7 separate regions of the Mus musculus genome follow, and all the other regions are linked to region 7. A link is a contact called in public promoter capture Hi-C data. All regions are on one chromosome and are shown on one strand. The core of a region is the stretch at or near the end of the contact, and the rest is flanking DNA. Distances in the headings are between cores, read along the strand shown. Region 1 holds the start of Rcbtb1 (regulator of chromosome condensation (RCC1) and BTB (POZ) domain containing protein 1). Region 2 holds the start of Cdadc1 (cytidine and dCMP deaminase domain containing 1). Region 3 holds the start of 4931414P19Rik (RIKEN cDNA 4931414P19 gene). Region 4 holds the start of Haus4 (HAUS augmin-like complex, subunit 4). Region 5 holds the start of Setdb2 (SET domain, bifurcated 2). Region 6 holds the start of Cdh24 (cadherin-like 24). Region 7 holds the start of Mphosph8 (M-phase phosphoprotein 8).

Region 1 (2,700 bases), core at 167-2,666, 2.5 Mb before region 7:
ATTCTTCTTTATATTTATTTATATTTTCTAAATTTTTCTTCACTCTTAGCTTGTAAATGTTTTGCTTGTTATCAAGACAGGATTTCTCTGTGTAGCTCTGATGGTCCTGGAACTCGATCTGTAGACTTCTTATAAACCGTATATTGTGGCCTAGATATACTTGAAAACTTGAAATTTTTCGTCTATATTGTGAGCCAAATTACATAGTAGATTAATTAACTGACATGTTAGGAAATCTATTCTAGTTAAAGTCCAGCAGTTTTTATCACATCTCTGGATACATATAAGGTAATGTACTGTCTTAAAATTTTTTAACTATAGATCCTAGTTAAGAAAGAAAATGTATTTCAATGTCTTGTCAGGCCTGTAAACGCATGAAGGCCCAACCTTTGTTTCATATGCTTCCTTTTAAGTACCAAATGCAGAAAGAGCAATTCAATTGCATGACTCTCGGATAAAGACCCCAGACTTCTCACTTTCTGGTACACACAGGCACTCAGTTTAAAACCTTAGAACACAAAATTTAAGCTACGAGCTTCATAGCTTTGGTTTCCTGTATATGTTCTGAGATTCGTAGAACTTAACACTTCGGATCATAAGACTTAAAAATCACAGAAGAAACACTTCAAAGATTAACGCATCACTTCCTCTTCAATAGGCACAAAGAGGGGGAAAGGAAAAAAAAAAAAAAAAACCCGCCCCGAAGTACTGGTATTCACACAATGGAGTAAAACCCAGGCCACAGAAGAAGAGAACCTAAATCCTGTTGTGATTTAAATTGAAGTCAAAATTTAAAAGACACTCTAAACTCCCGTAAGGGTCCCGTAAGCATCATCTCATGCCTGCCAGCATTTCTTGCTTTTGATGCTACGCCCGCTACAGCGCACGCCAGTCTCAGAAACTCCGATTGTTTTGCCCACCACGAGCTTTAATCCTCGTAGCAGTAACGGGGCAGAGGCGAGGGAGACTATGAATGTTTCTAAAAGCAAGCTGTATTGTCTTATAAAACTGCAACCCTCGGCTTCGGCGCTCTGCAGCAGTCAGCCTCCCACCGCTAACCTGCGTGCTCCGGGTTCCTCCCCCGCAGGGCGGACAGCGCAGCTCCTCAGAGGCAGGCCGCGGGCAACGCCACGTACTCGGCTCGCCGCACACCTGGGGGAAGCGCCCGCAAGACGGAATCCGCGGGTGCCCGGTGCGGGGTGCGCGTCGCCGGGGAGTCGCGAACGCGCCTGGTGCGCACGGCCCTCGGGAGGGCGCGGACTCAGCAGCCAGCGGCCGAACAAGGCCCTGTCCGGCTCGCCTGCTCGCTCGCCCGCACCGCCGCCCTGCAGCGCTCTACCTGTCAGGCCGCCCGGCCAGGCCCTGACTCCGCTGCGCCGCCGCCGCCTTAGCCGTAGCCGGCTCCTCCCCCCCAAAACCGGGAGCGAGCACAAGCGCCCGGGCCGCCGGTCACGTGGGCGGGTCGCGTCACGTGACACCGGAGCGCCCCGCGCAGCGCGCGCCCTCTGTCTGCTCAGGTTCCCGCTCGGGTTTGGTTGTAGACCGGGCTGCTGGCGCAGCGCAGGGGCGCCGTAGTGGCTCCCGCGAGGACCGGAAGGCGAAGGCGTCCCAGGATGGCAGCAGAGCGTGGCCTTCCTCCCGCTCCGCCCATCCCAGGCCGCTGGTCTTCAGGACACGTGTCTCTGCCCGGTCCGAGGAAGGCCAGGACGCCTAGGTCAGGAGGGCAGAGGCAAGGCTGCTGAAAGCTCTCTCTCTGCCCAGAACTTTTCTTGTGTTAAGCGGGTACAACTGAGGTCCGGAAGGGAGCGGCCGCTTTGTGCTTTGTGCTTTGTGCGTCTATCAGAAGAAGCTTATCAGTTGTAAAGTCCCCTACCGCCCTAGGCTCTCCCATTTGGCACTAGAGACCAAAGTCTACACTTGGCACCCCAACATTCAAGCTATCTTGTTTAGACTCACCTTTCCCTTTTCAGGTCCCAGCGGTAAATACAAATCCCCTTTGTTTTCTGTTTACCACTAAGCAGATGCGGTCCAAAAACCTTTCTGTCAGCACATAGTAACTACAACGTGCTTCCCCCCTATAGAGAATTCTTGTTTCTCTTGAGTACTTTCGGTGGATTACATTTTTAAATATATATATATATACCTTAAATTGCTGTAGGCCTCTCAGGGTTTGTTCATTCTTTTGCCTTGATCTCAAATGTTCAGAATCACCATTTCCTTTCTCAAAGAAAAAACAGGAGGAAGAGGTTAAAAACAGATTTTACTTAGAAATTATTGCAATATAGAAATTGAGCCCTATTTTATACCCTAATGTTTCTTTCTGTTGTACTAGTCCCTGGGTAAAATCTGTTTTTACCAGTTTAATGACTCTGGCTCTGGTTTTTTTTTTTTTTTTCCTAACATTTCCCAAAATATTCATCGGTCTCTCATCTTTCAAAATTGAGGTCAGACACCATCTATTCTTCTTGCAGACTTAACATCTTCAGTTGTTGTAAAAGTTCATTGAGACAGCCTCAGCTACAACTACTCCTCTAGTTATAATACTACATACTCAAAACAGAAAATTCACAATGCAGGTAAATGTATTACTCTGCATCTAAGAGATTAAGTATCTATTGTTACCTGATCTCACATATTATGAACTCTTCATAACAGGGCTATATGGTCTTACTACAATAACTGAGAACTGACTAGACTCTC
Region 2 (2,700 bases), core at 13-2,512, 2.9 Mb before region 7:
GTTGCAGGAAAGCTCCACCTACAAAATTTCAACAACATGGCTGCCAAAACAAGACCCGAACAATGCCAACACCAGCTAACTTGCCAACATGGGTGAAATCTCCCAGGGGTCCCATATCTAGATGAAGGGTAAATAATAACAGAGGAGAAATTAGTCTTCCCCAAGAATAAGTCCCCTCAACTAGTTATCCAGTACCAAGTGATCAGTCCTAAAAGCATATACATACAAGCACATATATGTAGAGATATATGTGTGTATATATTATATACATATATAATACATGTATATAAACAATAGTGGTTAAAGAAAAACCATGAATTAATTTAAAAATGATCAGGGCCTCGGGGAGGGGGGAGATTTGTAATGATATTATATTTTAAATAAAAATAAAACTATTTTTACAATTTTTGTTCAAATATCCATCTCTGGAGTTAAGGGTTGTAGTGACCCACTCTGGATGTGGGTGTTGGGAACTGAACTCAGACCCACTGGAAGAGTAGGAAGTGTTCTTAACTGCTGGGCCATGTTTCTGACCTCTCCAGGCTTCATTTTACACTTTATATTTTTCACTGGGGGCTGAGGAGATGGTTCATTGTGTACATGCTTTAGATATAAGCTTGAGGAGTTCCTTCTGGATCCCTCAAACCCACATTAAAAAAAAAAAAAGGTCTGAGTAAAGCTGCACCAGCCTGTAGTCACAAGTGTGTAAAGTCTGAGACAGGAGGATGAAGCTCCAGTGTAGCCAACCAGTGAGCTCCAGATCCAAGCAGAGACCCATTCTCAAAACAAACATTTGGAGGGCCATATAGAGGAAGATACCCTCTGTACGGTAAGCGCGCACACGTACGCTCTATTTACAAATTCATTGGGACGGACAACTCAGATTTTTCAGGTTCCGCTGTCTACTTAACTCTTCGATCCTCCCAGTTCTCTTCTCATAGTTTGTGTGAGTTTGGATATGAAGCAGAACCAAATACCCTGGGATCCGCCCACATCTGACGGCTGGGTTCCGATGGCCCTGCTTCCCCCACCTCGCCCACTCCGGTTCTATGTTCGCCTCTCTCTGTTTAAGTCCTCCACCCTGGTCCCCTACTGTCCCGAACCAAGACAACTTCAAGCGTCCTTCTTTCTGCAAAAATCACTGAACACAGCCTGCTACACAGAGTAGCATAACTGATAGATAACCACCACCACCACCTCGGTGCGCCGGACTCTGACGTCACATTAAGCGCCGGAAGCGATGGGGGGGGCATACCGAGACGTCATCTTGCTGCGCAGAACAAGCGGTTGTTGACAGGCCGCAGAGGTGGCCGTAGGCGAGCTTCAAGGAACCTATCATGCCTGACCGGGCAAGCTGTCCTGGGCCGAGGCCTTTGGGCTGGGGATGAAAGAAACGGATCAGATGCAGAGTTTGGAGGGTTCCGGGGCCGAGAGGTCAGTCGGCACGCAGACGGGCAGCATGACGGGTGAGTGCGGTGGCCTTCTCTCCCGCCCTGCCCCTCTCCTGGCGCTCTGCACGCTTGCCCGAGTCTCCCTCCAGCTCCGCATCCTGCCTGTCCTGTGTCTCCGCACAGCCCAGCACCCTCCCTGCTCTATGTCTCCTTCCCGCCCTGCTAGCCTGCTACTCCCCCCCCCCCCCCCACACACACACATACTGCACCTCCCTGACACCCTGCCTGCCCTGTGACTCACAGCGACTCCTGTCTGCCCCGCCGTCCCTGGTCTCCTTGCCAGGCGCGCGTCCCGGACACTGTGCTGTCCAGGCTTCATAGGTCGCGTCCTGTCCTGCACTGGTGGGTGGTTGCACCTAGAGTCAGTATCCCGGAGCTGAAGAGCCTGAAATTGCGCTTTGGCAAATTCACCACCCGTGATACCTCCCTCAAGTTTTGCCTTATGGTTGAAGATCAATCATGTTCCAACCATTGCCCTTTTAGCAATGCCAGGTTCCAGAGGGGTAGGGGTGGGGACCTTGCTCCTCGGCTACATCAGAGAGGAGCCCTTATCCTATTGATTGATTGATTATTTCCAGAGCCTTTGTATCAGTTTTACTATTTTACCTGTGGGGTGAGCTGGAGAAAAAAAAAGCACCCAACTTTGGAAAGTGCCACCCGAGGTCACTGAAAGTGAGGTTGTGGCCACTCTTGCTAAGGAAGCTTTTATTCTCCTGCCTGCCAGACCATCTGCAGCTCACTCGTAGCTTTGAGCTTAGCTCCTCTGCCTTCACTAGTGAAATTCTGAAGTGCTTGCCTTCTCTTTTGTAGGTCAAATACCAAGGCTTTCTAAAGTGAACCTTTTCACCCTGCTCAGTCTCTGGATGGAGCTCTTCCCAGGAGTGGAAGCCCAAGGGCAAAAATCTCAGGTATACCTTATTTCCATAGAGAGTGTTTACCCTTGGAAAAGCAGTAGTCTAAGTCTGGTTTCATTGGCCAACTGTAGTCCTAACAGCCAAATGCAGCAAGAACCTAGGAATGGTGTCATGGCTTTTGTATGCTGTGCCTGTAACCACAGCGAACTAGCTCATATTTCCAGTCTGAAAAGTTATTTCTAGTGTGTGCCATGATTACCAGGTATTAAGGCTTTTCTTTTGGAGACATTTAGCGCCTTAAAAATGTGCATTGTAAAAGTCAGTTTGCTAGTAATACAAAATTTGGAAATCCTTTTAGCTTTATTGTCCATATTTTATCTCATCGTAATTCTGTT
Region 3 (2,700 bases), core at 19-2,518, 2.1 Mb after region 7:
TTCATTTTCTTTTATAAACTCATAGGTCAGGGGTTCGAGTGAGGAGGAAAAGGCAGGAAGTCCTAGAAAGAAGACTTGAGAAGGGTCATGGGTTTCAGATATTAAAACATAAATAAATAGGTGAGAGAGAGAGAGACGGAGAGGGAGAGGGAGAGGGGGGGGGGAGAAAGAGAACTTAGTGTCCAGCAGAGACACTGGTGAAGGCTGCCAAACCCCTGTGGACTTGAGTTTGATCCTTCAGACCCTCTAGGTGGAGAGAATTCCTGCAAGTTGTCCCCTATTCTTTTTTTTTTTTTTTTTTTTTTTTTTCTTTTTTCTGAGACAGGGTTTCTCTGTATAGCCCTGGCTGTCCTGGAACTCACTTTATAGACCAGGCTGGCCTCGAACTCAGAAATCCGCCTGTCTCTGCCTCCCGAGTGCTGGGATTAAAGGCATGCGCCACCACACCTGGCACAAGTTGTCCCCTAATTGCCACACTTTGCATTGCGGCACGCGAGTGCCCCCACCAAAAGAAAAAATACACACACACACACACACACACACACACACACACACACACACGTATGTATGTATGTATGTTAGTGTGTGTGTGTGTGTGTGTTCGCGCAAACGTTTTATAATAAAAAGGTGCAGTGAGACCGGTTTATGGACTGCTTAAAATCGAGGTTTAAGCAATGGTCTACATGCAGGGTGTGTGAGGGAGACATTTTGGTTTCTTCAGAATGTGGTTTTAGCCTAGTAGGGGAGCCTGGCTCAGGCTGTGCAAAAACAAGCCCCAAGTGTAAGGCTACTTAGCCTCTCACTTGAACAACGTTACACTCATAGATGTTCATGTAAAGGTGGGCTGCTAGACAACTTGTGTGACCCAGAGACACTGGCCTGGGAAACCAAGGGTTGGAGGGCCTCGCCCCCCAAACCTGACGCTCAATCAGCCTAAGAGGTCCCAAGTTCGCTAGTTCTCCCAGCTTAGCAATGTCAGAGGGCGCTCACTCACAGGGTGGTTCTTCTGAGCCTGGCTTGGGGGGCGGGGAGGGAGAACGAGACGGGAAAGATGAGCGGACAGCGAGGAGAAAGGGAAGGGCAGTGGGCGCATCGGCCAGGTCCGGGAGCTCGCGGCCCTCGGGGGCCCCCCGGACGGGCGCCTCGGGTGCGGCGCGTGTGCTTGCGGGCGGGGCGGGCGGCGGCCAATCCGGGCGGGCGGCCGGGAAGGGGCGGGGCTTGTGAGCTCCGGCTCCGCGAGTCCTCCTTTTTTGCACACACACGAATACAAAGAGCCATACGACCTTCGAGTATCCTTTTTCCATTTTTTTTCCTCCTTCATCTTGTGTGCGTTTTCCAAATTTTTAAAAATAGAGATCTGTGGCAGTGCTGGGGTGAGGAAACTGTTGCTAAGGGGAATTTGCTCTTTTCCCCATTTCTTTTCCTGTCTCTCTTTCTCTTTCTTTTTCCTGGTCGAGGTTTAAAAATATACCAAGTTGAGAAGCCGTGTGCAACTGTTCCCAGACCAATTTACAGATTTTTTTTTTCTTTTTGGATCACATTTTAAGAATTGGTAAATTTTGTGGTTGAAGGATTTAAATTTTAGTCGCTTGGGGAAGTATAGATTTGTTTTTAATCGGGTTAAAGCGATAATGTGAATTTCTACCACAGGCAACAGAGAGATTTGAGGTGCCCTCACAAAGCCTTTGGCATGTATTTTAGACACACTCACTCAGAACCAAAACCAAGTGCTGTAGCAGCAATGTAGCAGCGAGTGTGACAGGCCAATAGATTAAATATACTGGGTTATTTTAATTGGGACACTCATTTCCCAGGAGAGAAGGGAAAGCTCTCTCACAGTGTTTTGCACACACAATTTCATGAGGACATTTGTGTGTATGTACACTTAAAACATACCATTTCGTATGGATTCATCTTGTGGTTTATTCTTTGTATTTATGTAAAGTATGTGTATATGTGCTGTTATCGGATTTTATTTTTAAAGTGTTTTCATTTGATTTTATGTGTGTAAAATAGACCTTAGGATGTTTTTTCCCCTCTGTGTTCCCAAATGTGATCAAAACAGGATTTCAAATGCAAAGTAAAGCGTAGAGGAAATCCTGCACTTAGCATACTTAAGAACTTTCATCCTATTGGAATTTACCTTCTTTTCTGCTTCTTTTTATATCAGATTAGTGAATAATTAAATAATTGCCCCAAAGCCTGCAGTCAGTGTGTTTGGCAAACGAAGTGGGGGGGACGGGGACTGAGTGTGTAGTCCAGAGCCTTTTAGTGACTTTTTAAATGCTTTTGGTTTTTTATTGGTTTTCCTTCCTAAACATGCAACTGTGTATATTTTAGCCTTTATGAGTAGTTTTGGGGGGAGGTACCAGAAGGGAATCTCCTGGCATTTTGACAAAGTGACCTTTTATTGGTTGGGATTTGTTTGGAAAACTCCACATCTGGGAAAGTGTGTGAGACAATATTCTAGTCCAGTTACTGAACGGGGGTGGGGGTGGGGTCCTGGGAGGGGTACTTGGGGTAGGGGCAAGAGGAGGCAAACGCAAAACCCAGGAGGGATAAGAAATACAATGTGATTGTTATTTTGCTTTCTGTGAATGCAAAGCTTCCCCCATATCGTCACATTTTTGGAAAAGTGTGTGTGCATTGAAGGACTGTTGCCTGGGGCAGAGGCCCCCCTTCCCTTGGGAGTTCTATGCT
Region 4 (2,700 bases), core at 148-2,647, 2.1 Mb after region 7:
CCACTACCCTTGGCCCTAGAATGTTCTAAAGCTGTGACCCTTTAATACAGATTCTCATGTTGTGGTGACCCCCAACCATAAATGATTTCCATTACTTACTTCATAACTGTAATTTTGCTGTTACGAATTGTAAACACCTGTGTTCTCCAGTGGCCTTAGGTGACCCCTGTAGGGTCGTTCAACCAACCAAAGGGGTCTCGACCACAGGTTGAGAACTGCTGTTCTAAGGAAAAGCCAAACAGCTCCATTTCCTAGCACTTTTGCTCCATCCTATCAGTTTGTTCTCTGATGCAAGCGATCTAATCACTGGGCTAGGGAGATGGCTCAACCATCCCTCTTCAAGTAAACCTGGGTTGGATTCTCCACACTTATATGGTGGTAACTGTAACCGGTTCCAGAGGATCCCACAGCAGTAAGCATACAAGTGGTTCACAGACATATGTGCCAGTCAAACACCCACACACGTAAACAACAGTAAAATAAATAAAAACGTATAAAGAGCTCTAATAACCTTGAAGCAGTTTATTTAAGACTTTTATTTTTTTAGATGGGCAACTTCAGCATAGTGCCCGGGCCTAGCTTTGAACTCTCGATCTTCCTAACTCAACCTCCTGAGTAGGTGTGGTGAAGGATTAACAGTACAGCTAAACATCTTATTTTCCAAAAGAAGTCACTTCCTGATTGGGTACCCTTAGTTTTACAAAACCAGTGTAGGCATAAGTAGGAGTGAAGGAAGGATGATGGGAAATAAGGGATGTGGGAATGGGGCAGGGCAGTTAACGCGGCTCAATGGGTAAAGGAGCTTGCTACCAAGCCTATGATGTCTCACTCCCAGAATGTCTTCTGACCTCCACAGCACACGTAGGACACACAGTAAATAAAACGTGACTTTAAAAAAAAACAGAGGGAGCGCGGAGGAGGCGAGGTAGGTTAAGAAATTCAAGAGGTGAGGCTGGAGCAACGTAGTAAAAGGATCTGAGTTCAAGTCCCAGAACCCAAAATCTGGCAGCTCACAAGCACCTGTAACATCGGCTCAAAGGGCTCTGGCTCCCTCTTCCGGCCTCCGTGGACACCGCCCACATATGGCGCATGCGCTCGCCCACATCGATAAATAAAAACAAACCAGTGGGGGTGTAGTGGCGTGCACCTTTCCTCTCATCAATCGGGAGGCCGAGACAGGACGATCTCTGATACCAACAACACATTGGCTCGACCTCCGAGCACCACAGTGGCAGGCCTAAGCTTCCGAGCTGGGCCGCCACCTCTATATAACCTTCCGTGCCTAGTCTTCCCCTTTGTTAAATGGGTGAAGTTCCGACTTCCAGGATCCGAGCCGCTACCGCGACAGTTGCGCTGAGCGCGCGCTCCCGGGGCGGGGCTGCGCCAGGCGGGAACGGAGGCCCCGCCCCGTCCTGTGCCCGGCTGATTTAAGACCCAGTTGTTTCTACGCTGGCGGCAGCGCCTTTCCCGGGCAGGCCCCGGCCTTAGCGCTCCGGCGGCGAGCCGTGCAGGTTAGCGCTCGACGACCGCGAGCTTGCGGCGAGGCCGCGCTCGCCCTTTAGGACTCCTTGGCGACCCAGACGGTAGGTCGGCGCCGGAGAGCGCGTCTGCATCTTGATTATCTCCGGCCTTGTAAGGGTCACCTCTTGTGAAAACAGTCAGGACGATCAATCTGCGTCCAGCACAGCGTGCAGGGGAACGGCTGGAGGGCTCGAAGCACGCCTGCGTCAGAGTTCGGCGCTCTGCGCTCCTGCGCGTGGGACCCCGGCTGCCTGCGCAGGGTGGGGGTGAAGCCTAAGGTCACGTCCTGTGGGCGGCTCCGCTGAGGACCCCTGGGCGGTTGAAACCCTCGTGGCTGGGTGCCTAACTGGCCTGCAAAACTTTATTTGTAGGTGTAGTTCAACAACATTCTGAGTTGGTAAAACGGAACTTACTGGTAAAACATAACTAAATAGCTTTTGTTGACAAGTCGATTGTTATTAATTCTTGATGCTTCATGCAAGGCAAGAACCGTTATCGCGGCTTTGCAGGTGGAACACTGTTGGCACCTGAAAAAGGAGCATTTCACATAAACTCACACAGAAAACATGGGGGGCGGGGCGGAGCCACAAATTAATGTCTCGAATTGCGCCTCCTCAGCTGATTCCTCTAGACCACGCTACAAAACAAACGGCTAGTTGCTTTCATGTGACTCATAAAAGGAGCGAATAAACCAATGTTCTGTGGACGTGAAGCGTTAAGTACTAATAAGCTTCAGACTCGGGGCTGCCTCGGGCTCAGCTGCCATTTGGAGGAGTGGGTAAAGCAATAAGGGAAAGAATGGGCAGGCAATGTTTGTGTTGCTGTTGAGTTTCTCATTGCTCTCTGTTGATGACATTCTTTTCAAGGTGCTCCAGGTTCTGGCAAAACACCTATCTGTATAGCTATGTCCCCACACTAACCACTGCAGTGCATTGTTACTGGAAAAGCTGTTGTAGTTCAAGTGTCTGTCGCTCTTGCTCCCAGACAGATAGCTCTTTCATGAGATGACACTGACAGAGAAGCACCAGAAAGAAACTGTGATATTCCACAGTTGAGCTATAAAGGGGGCAAAAGGTATACTGGGACCCACACCCCTTAGTTTACTGGGAACACGACAGACAGCAACAGTTTGTAGCTCCAGCAAAATGGTAACGGTAGGAAGACGCCTTCCATTAGAAC
Region 5 (2,700 bases), core at 78-2,577, 2.8 Mb before region 7:
GATCTGGCAGCTTCTTTCAAATAATAAAAAAAAAAAGAATGCTTTCTACTTCCTTTTCTACTTTTTTTTCCCCAAGAGAAAACTGGAAAGAGGAAAGTACAGTGTCTTGCTCTTCCCAAACTCCAACACCCTCCTTAAATAATACCCTGTTCCATAAAGCCAGCCCGCATAGCATCGCAGACCCAGAAATGTACAAAGCTGTCATGGCTTTCTTGTTTGGTTGGTTTTGACTAGGTGCAGAAAACATATTCGACATGTGTTAAATTTAATGTGAAGCTTCACAATTTCGTTTCCAAAAGTCAACTTTAATTGCATAGATGTATTCATTTGAGTTGTATTGTTTTGGGGTTTGGTTAATTTTGATGTGTTTTTCTTTCTTTTTTTTTTTTGCAAACTTTTTTTTAAAATCAAGTTTATAATGTTAAAAATATGTAAAGAGAAATTTACAAAAAAAAAAAAAAATCAGCACCTTTGAAACTGGGGTAAGGGTGTGGCGCTCCTGTGGCAGAAAGATCCGGTCTGCCTGAGCTACATGTATACCTAGCATGAAGTGAATTTGGAGCATGACAAACACTAGTTTACTTCCCGTTTCTCCTTTTTATTTTATTTTATTTCTCTCTTTTTTTCTAACGTCATTGAATGAATGCTGGCGGCATGCTTATGAATAAAACTACTCTCACACAACCTGCTGTCCATGTATGTCAAAGGATGAACTCTCGAGAAGGGCAAAGGCTCCGCAGTTGGCCCCTGGCAATTGACAAAAAAGAAAAGTTCTCTATCGACCCGGAGGCCAGTGGTCGAGACAGCCCCCTCTCCCTTCCACGACTGGCTTTCCCGTGTTGAATCCTACAGCCAGCCTCCTTTAATCATGACAGGGGTCGGCGGTGGGAATCTTCGCGCCACAAACACTGCTGAGCAACTCTCGGAAACCAAGGGATCAGGGTTAAGACAGGAAAGCAAAGCCTGCGCCAGACTCTAATGACCAGCAAAGCCAAGCCGGGGCCACCGCCACCGCCACCACCACCACGCCTGCCTCCCAAACACAGGGAGGAGACTCCGGGCGGGCGAGAAGAATCCCCTGCTAGTTAAGTCGCCCCTTCACTCCCAACACTCCTGTCACCCCGAGGACTCTCCTTCCACACACACACTCCCAGAGCCGGAAAAGGCTCGCCGCAGCCACACACCTACCGCGGGCAGAGAGCGCTGCGCCACCACTCCAGCGAAGTGCCTCACTTGGCTGCCGAGAACCCGATTGGCCGTAGCAGTCCGCGCGAGACAAACCGAGAGAGTCGCCGACCAATCAGGAGGCCGCGCGCTCCGGCCGGCGCCGCGGGGCCGCGGAAACTGTGTGGAGCTCCCTTGGGGCTGATGTCTCCCCCGCTGAGGTGAAGCCGCCTCGGGACTGCAGACTCTGGTGCGGACAGTGCAAGGCGCGCGGGGTGCCAGGCCGCCTCAACCCGCTGTCTCAGTAGCGGGGGTGGCCGGGGCTCTCAGTCGCGTTTCCCCCACCGTCTTGCGGCGCTCACTTTCGTGGCTGGTGATTTCTGAGTAATTTGGCTATCATGGGCTGTAGACAGCGGAGCACAGACAAGATCTTCAGGACACTGGTCCATTCCACAGGTAAGGTTACACTGGCCATGAACAAATGAAATTATTTATCAGTTGAACTTGATTGGTATCTTCGGAGCGACGGACTGACTCACTACTCAACAGTCCAAGATCAATAAAGTCACTGCAGAAAGGGATATGATTGACAGATCATATGATTGGCATGTAGTAACATGGTTCTTTGCATGTTAGTGAAGAAAACCAAAGTGGAGGATTAATTTATGTTTAGTCTTAGATTTGGTAAACAGACCATTAGCTCTTCCAAATACCCTACCACATACGATAGGATAGGTTTCTATTCTTCACCAGAAGGCGTTTTGCCATTGTTGTGTTGTTTAACATACGAACACGTTAAAAATGTGCCTGACCCTGACTTACGCTCCGATTATGTCATGCCTATCAAAGAACCAACGAGATAGTGGTATCTTAGTTTTTTTAGTTTCTTTTTCCTCCAAGTAAAAAGGAAACTTAGATCTAAATGAAGTTGCCTGTATGTTTGGCCAGATGAAAGTTTGAGACTGGCAAAGAACCAAATTTAAATAAAATTCTCCTGGCAAGCTGGGAGATGGTGGCTGGGGAGGCAGAGACTAGCGGATCTCTTGAGTTCTCTCCGGATTGAGTTCCCGGAAAGCCAGGGTTACCCAGAGAAACGTTGTCTCAAAATACAAAACATACAAACAAATAAAAAGTACACTAACAGTGAAATATTAGTGTTGTCTTTGGAAGATAAGCTTTAAATTTCCTTAACTTTTTTTGGCAATTTTTTTTCTTTTGTAAATTAGCTTCCAAGCTACACTGGTGAGAGCTTTTTCTTTAGTTGCTGTTTGCTATGTGGAAGTCCAGCCTAGTAGACCAGGATGGCTTTGAGCTACTGGTCCTCCTGTCCCCACCTGCCCTTTCCTGAGGTGTCAGGCTGAGTGAGTGTACTGAGGTGGAAGTTACTAGAATCTAAGGTGGAAGGCAGCTTGGCAATGTCTCTTTGTGGCACTTGGATATCTGTAGTATTAATTTTACAGTGGAAAGGTTGCCTGGCTGAAGTACAGTGTATAGCTTATGTTTCCCTTTTAACAGTTTGCATTTCTGGTGAGTCTC
Region 6 (2,700 bases), core at 75-2,574, 2.0 Mb after region 7:
TCCTGGGAGGTCAAAGGCCACAGAGGGATAGGTACAGTCACCACCACCCTGGAACCAAGGGTCTCACACCATTGCTCAGTGCTGAACTATAACTGCCACACGTCCCCTCATATCAAATGGAGCAGTGGCAATCTCCCTGTTCCCCAACCTAACTCTTGGAACTTGGCCCTCTCCTTTCTTCCTGTTAAGTCTGAGAGGGAAGAGCTAGGCTATGAAGGGAAGATGTGGCCGTACGTGGGAATAACCAGTGTCCCACGCTCATTTTCCCTCCATCCTGCGTTCCGCCTCCCTTGGTACTCAGCCTTTTGGGGACAGCTGGGGCCAGGACTGGGTCACCTATGAGCTGAATCAGCCTCTCCTGAGTCCCAGGCCCCTGCAGTCCCCTGTTCTCTGGCCTGCAGTCTCTTGCCCGCTGGTTCCACTTTATAGCCACCTTTTCCTTTTGTTCAATTTTTATTTTTATTTTTTTTATTATTAAATGATGTGGTCTATGGAAAAATAAAAATCTGACTTAGTTTTGACTAGCATTTGAGTGCCTTTCCTTGGGAAGAGTTTGGGTGAAAGGGGAAGGTGAATGGCTGTGACGGTGGGCATCTGCGTTCTTCTGGGGCAGCGGCCTTCCTCGGGAACCTTCATCCCCACTTTGTCTCTAATCAGTCCAAAGCTGTATGTCTTTTTACTCTGGGAAATAGGGTGGCCTGTTTCTTTTGCAGTACCCCAACAGCCGGCAGGGTCGGCCTCCCGGTCCCCCTGCACAATTAGGCATTTGGTCGCCCTTCAAGGTGCTTCCCACAACTGCCACCAGGGGGTGCACACACTCTTTAGATCTTGCAAAGAGCTTCCCCAAAAAAGGTTCTCACTGCCCACCGTTATCTTTCCCCTGTCCCTGGCGAGCTCCCTAGACTCCTGCTTCCCCTGCCATCCTGAAGTTCACCCTAGCTGACTGAACTCGCCGTCGTGACCCGCACAAGGTCCTGAGTCGGTAGCCTCGCAGCCGCACCCGAATCCAGAACGTGAAGCCGGGTCTCCCGCAGTGCTCTCCCAGCGCCCCGCCTCACGGTGTGCCTCCGCAGGTGCTGTGCTGGCCGATCGTGTTGAGTCTCCTCCGCCAGGCCCTGGGAATAATAGCCTAGCCGTGCTACCCCTGTACCTTGCCGTGCTGCGGGCTGGCCCGGGAGGGGCCCCGCATCTGTATGCGCCCAGCAGCCCGGGAGCCGCGGGGGCGGGGACTGGCTGGGGAGGGTCGGAGGCAGGGCTCTCCTCTCCCGCGCGAGCCGCCTCTCCTCGGCAGGCGGAGCCTCCTTCCCCCGCCCCCTCCGTCTCGCTCCCTTGTTCTCGCCGGGGCCGCTCAGACCTGCAGCGGAGCCGCGGCGCCGGCTTGGATCGGCTTGGGGCTGTGCCCCCGGGAGCCAGCGACGGAGGCGGGCGGGGCGCTGTTCGCGGTCCCGGGCCCCTCGGTAGTGCCAGGTAAGGGCGCCTGCCCGGGTCGGGAATCCTCGCGGGGGCAGCGGGGGGTCCGCAGCTTGCGGTGCGCTCTGGCTGAGAGCCGTGCCGGCTCGGTTCTCCCGCGCTCTGCTCTCTCCCATCTCACACACCTCTCTCCCTTTGCCTCCCGATTTTTCTTCACCCTTCCGCCTCTCTGCCCCTTCTCTCTCCCTCTTGCCCTGTCTCTTCCCACCTCTTCTGCCTTTTTCTTCCTTTACCTTTCTCCTCTTTTCCCGCTCTCCTTTCCTCTCTCTCATTACCTCCCTCTCCTTTCCTCTCCTCTCCTCGTTCCCTCCTGCTATCCTGTTTCCCCACTCCTCCGTTTCCTTCCTTCTCTCCTCTTCGTCCCGCCTACCTCTCTGGTCCCCTGCTGCCCTCTGGCTTCTTTTCTCTGGGGAGCAAACGGCCTGTCAGGTGTGTGTCTGCTCTGGGGAAGGAGGAGGGGCACAGCTACCTGACCATGGGCCCCTTCAGGAGGAGGGAGAGAAATGGGAAGGGTCCTCTCTCTCCACCTCCTTTCCCGCAGCCCCTCCCTACCTCTACTGCTCCTAGTAGCTTACTCTACCAGAATGAAGTTCCGAGGCCTGATCTCACACACACACACACATACACACACACACAGAGAGAGAGAGAGAGAGAGAGAGAGAGAGAGAGAGAGAGAGAGAGAGAGAGAGAGAGAGAGAGAGAGAGAGAGAGAGAGAGAGAGAGAGAAAGGTTCACCTGCCCCTACCAGTTCCCAAGCCTGGTACCCAGGACTCCTCTCTGCCTTTCAGACACTCAGGCTGCTTCCCTGATGTCTTTGCTTTTCTCTCTTGCTGCCCTTCTCTCTCCGTGGTCTGTCTGTTTCTCATCTGGTCTTCCCCATCTGCCAGACCCTCCCAGATTCTTGGCCCCAAGCCTTCAATCACGCTGTCTCTGGCCCCTGGGTCAGCCTCCACTTCACCTCTCTTGGTCCCCCTGCACTGCCTGCAGCCCTGTTCCCAATTCTTCCAGATGTAGCCCCACTCTGTTCCCTTAGACCAATTCCCCTTAAAGACCGAGACTGGCAGAATGGGCTGGAGACAGTCTGGAGACGTGGGGTTCCTCAGGGGCAGGGGAGGCTTTCCTGAGTCCAGCCCGACTCAAGCTGCACTCACTCCTTGTCTTTGAGCCTGACCCTCTGGATAAGGAAGGCTGTGTGTTGATGAATACCAACCTCTCAGTTTTAAGCCCTTT
Region 7 (2,700 bases), core at 15-2,514:
TTACTCATTCAATAATCCCACAGCCGTGAGATAGATCTCTGTGGTAAAGCTCTTGCCTTGCATTCATGAAACCCTGGGTCCAGTACACGGTATCAGATAACGGCAACAACAAAATCAGCCTTTGCTGTTACTGGACTAAGTGTCCGTGATTCAAGCATTATTATAAACCACATCCCCTGATTAAAGGAGCCCACAATCTAGAGCAGAAAAGACAAATACAGAGATAAAAGACAATGACTTAAATAGAGGTAAGAGAGTAAGGACAGAACTGAGAAAGCACCTTTTTCTGCAGAGCTCGGGTAAGGGAAGAGAGGGGAGAAAAGGTATCACAAACAGATGGATCCCAAGCCTTGGAAATACAGACTAAGAATTTCTCCCGGGGACGACATTCGCAGCAAGGAGGATGTTAAGTGTTCAAGCACGATGTGCGAAGATTGTCCTTTCAAGCTTACTCTAAATCTCTTGAGTTACACTCATAAAACGCGCAGAAAAGGGACACTTTGGGTTGGGAAACCTTTACTGTCCCGGGCACTCGGTGTGAATGGGATTTCCTGAATTTAAGCCAAGGAGCATTTTCTACTTTTAGAAAACATTGGGACAACGGTGTAGAGAATCCTCCAGTCTTTCCTAACGGAAAGCCATGGCCCTAACCGTATACCCGAATGCTGAAGGCCACAGAAGTCTCCCACCAGCTGCCTTGCATCCTACGATTCTCAACATTCCATGTCACCGCTTCGTCTCTTCTGCCAAAACAACACTTAGAACTTCCCTAAGCATCCATCCTCCACCGACTGCGGCCAGGGTCCTCTCCAGGATGTCAGTCTGCGCCTACGGACCGCCACCGTCCTCCCAAGCTGTTCCAGGCTGTTCGGCGTCCCACTCGGATTCTCCCAACCCGCCGTCCCCGCCCCGGAGACTCCCTGTCCGGCCGCTCAGCCCCCACATACTCCCTCGCACTTCATGTCCAGGATCCTCTCCACCTCGAAAACGTCCTCCCCATCCTCCTCGCTGTCCCCAACGGCCACCGTTCCTTTGGTGGCTGCGTCCTTCTCTTCGTCCCCTGCTCCAACTCCTTCGGACTCGGGAGAACGGCCAATGCTGTCGGGAACTGACATAACTAGAGCGGCCGCACTCATGCCCTCCTCAGCCGCCGCCGCCATCACAGACGCAGTGCAAAACCAACGCGAAAAACCGCCGGCGACCCACAGCGGGACAGCACCGCGCGCCTGCCGCTCCGCCCTAATCCGCTCCAGCGGCGTGACTCGACCGTGAGGCAAGCCAGCCAATTGTGGGCGCCGAGCTCTGGATTGACACACAGAACGGCCAATCACGCAAAGGCGCGCTCCCCGGCTCCCTGGGGAGTTCACGGGAAGTGGATGGGCGGGTCGACGGACTCTGAGGAAGAACGCTGCCTCAGGGAAGAGCGGAAGGGCTCCCCTGGGGAGACTGCGAGGGGCGGTCCTAGCACCTCACCTCCCAAACTCCGGTGACGCCCGCTGCCTGAGGAGACCTGTTGTTTGGATTGTCGGAAGGAGACCATGAGGATTCTGGGAAAGGGACCCCCAGTGTTAGCGAGACCCGCCTGTGCGGAATGGCTGCCCAGGAATCCTTTCGTATGGTTTTGGCTGGCTTATATGGCGTCTGCGGTCGAATCAATTACATATAGCCTATAGGGATATTTCATTTTAGTGAGTAGCGTTTATAGATAGAGAATAGGGACCCGGAGGTGGTTCAGCAGATTACGGCCCTGGTCGCCAAATATGAGGACCTGAGTTTAATTTCCAAGGGCATACATAGCGAGAGAATTCCCCCAATATGTATTCTCTTCTGTCAGGAGAAAGGCCAATCTTTACAGCAAGACACTGTATCAAGTAATAATTTATGGGATTTACTTGTTGGGCTTTGAAAGTAGTTCAGTGATAGGGCGTTTGTCTGGCAGGTGATGGTTGGAGGCTTGGTCCTAGTAGCTGAGTAAAAGTTGGTTCTCTCCTTCAAAAGATAGAGCCCAGGTTGCCTGGCTTGGCCCCATTTGGGCTATACTTAATTAATTGGATCATTCACACCTGATAAACCAAGCCAAAACCACCTATGTGTTTGTTCCCAAGTTCCCTTGCTTCTTATTGAATTGAAAATATCAGAAGCAGGTGCGGGGTTGATGCAAGAGAAACGAGTAATATTGATGCTACAAAGGAGTCACTAGGAAGCGAGCCTGCGATATGATTGGAAGAGAATTACCAGGCTTATTACAAACTCTAGGAAAGACATTTTTGTGCCAACATTGAAGTTTTGGGTTGCTGAGAAAGTTTCTGTTAACGTTAGTGCACTAAGATTGACCTCCAATTAGACTCCATTTCCACAACAAAAGGAGACAACCCTAACTTACAACCAGCCATTAAGCCTATCCACCTTATTAAAAAAAAAAAAAAAAAAAAAGCCTCTAAGGGGCAGCTCAATGGCTGAGCCCCAAGTCACACCTATCATTAAGTCCTAGTTTGCCATTAAATCCCCTGTGCCCTTGTGAGGAAAAGCCTAACTCTGCTGGTAGGTAGGCAAGAGGACCCTGAATAACAACTATTTGAAAAGAACAACACTGGTGTATATGCTTAGAAATAATTCTGACTATCTTCGCTGTGTACCTCTTGTATCTGCCTGAGTGACTAGACTTTCAGTCTCCTGTCTGTATTAAAATTGTTCCAAGAG

The links. Promoter capture Hi-C pulls out the DNA fragments that hold promoters and counts their contacts.
Region 1: a contact with region 7 is called in a promoter capture Hi-C map of pre-B cells, with 8 times the contacts expected there. The contact joins the promoter of Rcbtb1 here to the promoter of Mphosph8 in region 7. A contact is called at or near these places in 3 of 39 promoter capture datasets (hippocampal neurons, liver and pre-B cells) and 1 of 115 datasets of contacts at active chromatin or transcription factors (astrocytes).
Region 2: a contact with region 7 is called in a promoter capture Hi-C map of pre-B cells. The contact joins the promoter of Cdadc1 here to the promoter of Mphosph8 in region 7. A contact is called at or near these places in 3 of 39 promoter capture datasets (hippocampal neurons, liver and pre-B cells).
Region 3: a contact with region 7 is called in a promoter capture Hi-C map of pre-B cells, with 4 times the contacts expected there. The contact joins the promoter of 4931414P19Rik here to the promoter of Mphosph8 in region 7. A contact is called at or near these places in 2 of 39 promoter capture datasets (liver and pre-B cells).
Region 4: a contact with region 7 is called in a promoter capture Hi-C map of pre-B cells, with 5 times the contacts expected there. The contact joins the promoter of Haus4 here to the promoter of Mphosph8 in region 7. A contact is called at or near these places in 2 of 39 promoter capture datasets (liver and pre-B cells).
Region 5: a contact with region 7 is called in a promoter capture Hi-C map of pre-B cells, with 9 times the contacts expected there. The contact joins the promoter of Setdb2 here to the promoter of Mphosph8 in region 7. A contact is called at or near these places in 5 of 39 promoter capture datasets (3T3-L1-derived adipocytes, hippocampal neurons, liver and 1 more) and 1 of 115 datasets of contacts at active chromatin or transcription factors (astrocytes).
Region 6: a promoter capture Hi-C map of liver shows a contact between it and region 7, with 7 times the contacts expected there. The contact joins the promoter of Cdh24 here to the promoter of Mphosph8 in region 7. A contact is called at or near these places in 3 of 39 promoter capture datasets (liver and pre-B cells).

What each region holds. Positions count from the first base shown.
Region 1 is chr14:59,199,944-59,202,643 of GRCm38.p6, reverse strand. It overlaps Rcbtb1 (regulator of chromosome condensation (RCC1) and BTB (POZ) domain containing protein 1), which reads right to left and starts at 1,416. Exons shown (of 12, transcript NM_027764.2): 1 at 1,060-1,416.
Region 2 is chr14:59,596,521-59,599,220 of GRCm38.p6, reverse strand. It overlaps Cdadc1 (cytidine and dCMP deaminase domain containing 1), which reads left to right and starts at 1,262. Exons shown (of 10, transcript NM_027986.3): 1 at 1,262-1,466; 2 at 2,262-2,359. The coding sequence starts at 1,385.
Region 3 is chr14:54,604,476-54,607,175 of GRCm38.p6, reverse strand. 4931414P19Rik (RIKEN cDNA 4931414P19 gene) reads left to right here and starts at 1,268. Exons shown (of 7, transcript NM_028890.2): 1 at 1,268-1,373.
Region 4 is chr14:54,553,058-54,555,757 of GRCm38.p6, reverse strand. It overlaps Haus4 (HAUS augmin-like complex, subunit 4), which reads left to right and starts at 1,397. Exons shown (of 10, transcript NM_145462.2): 1 at 1,397-1,583.
Region 5 is chr14:59,439,507-59,442,206 of GRCm38.p6, reverse strand. Setdb2 (SET domain, bifurcated 2) reads left to right here and starts at 1,327. Exons shown (of 14, transcript NM_001320720.1): 1 at 1,327-1,620. It overlaps Gm45935 (predicted gene, 45935), which reads left to right and starts at 1,327. Exons shown (of 24, transcript NM_001320725.1): 1 at 1,327-1,620. Cab39l (calcium binding protein 39-like) reads right to left here and starts at 1,244. Exons shown (of 11, transcript NM_026908.4): 1 at 1,189-1,244.
Region 6 is chr14:54,639,988-54,642,687 of GRCm38.p6, reverse strand. Cdh24 (cadherin-like 24) reads left to right here and starts at 1,324. Exons shown (of 12, transcript NM_199470.2): 1 at 1,324-1,467. Acin1 (apoptotic chromatin condensation inducer 1) reads left to right here. Exons shown (of 19, transcript NM_023190.3): 19 at 1-527.
Region 7 is chr14:56,666,812-56,669,511 of GRCm38.p6, reverse strand. Mphosph8 (M-phase phosphoprotein 8) reads right to left here and starts at 1,264. Exons shown (of 14, transcript NM_023773.2): 1 at 948-1,264. The coding sequence starts at 1,160. It also overlaps the pseudogene Gm4032.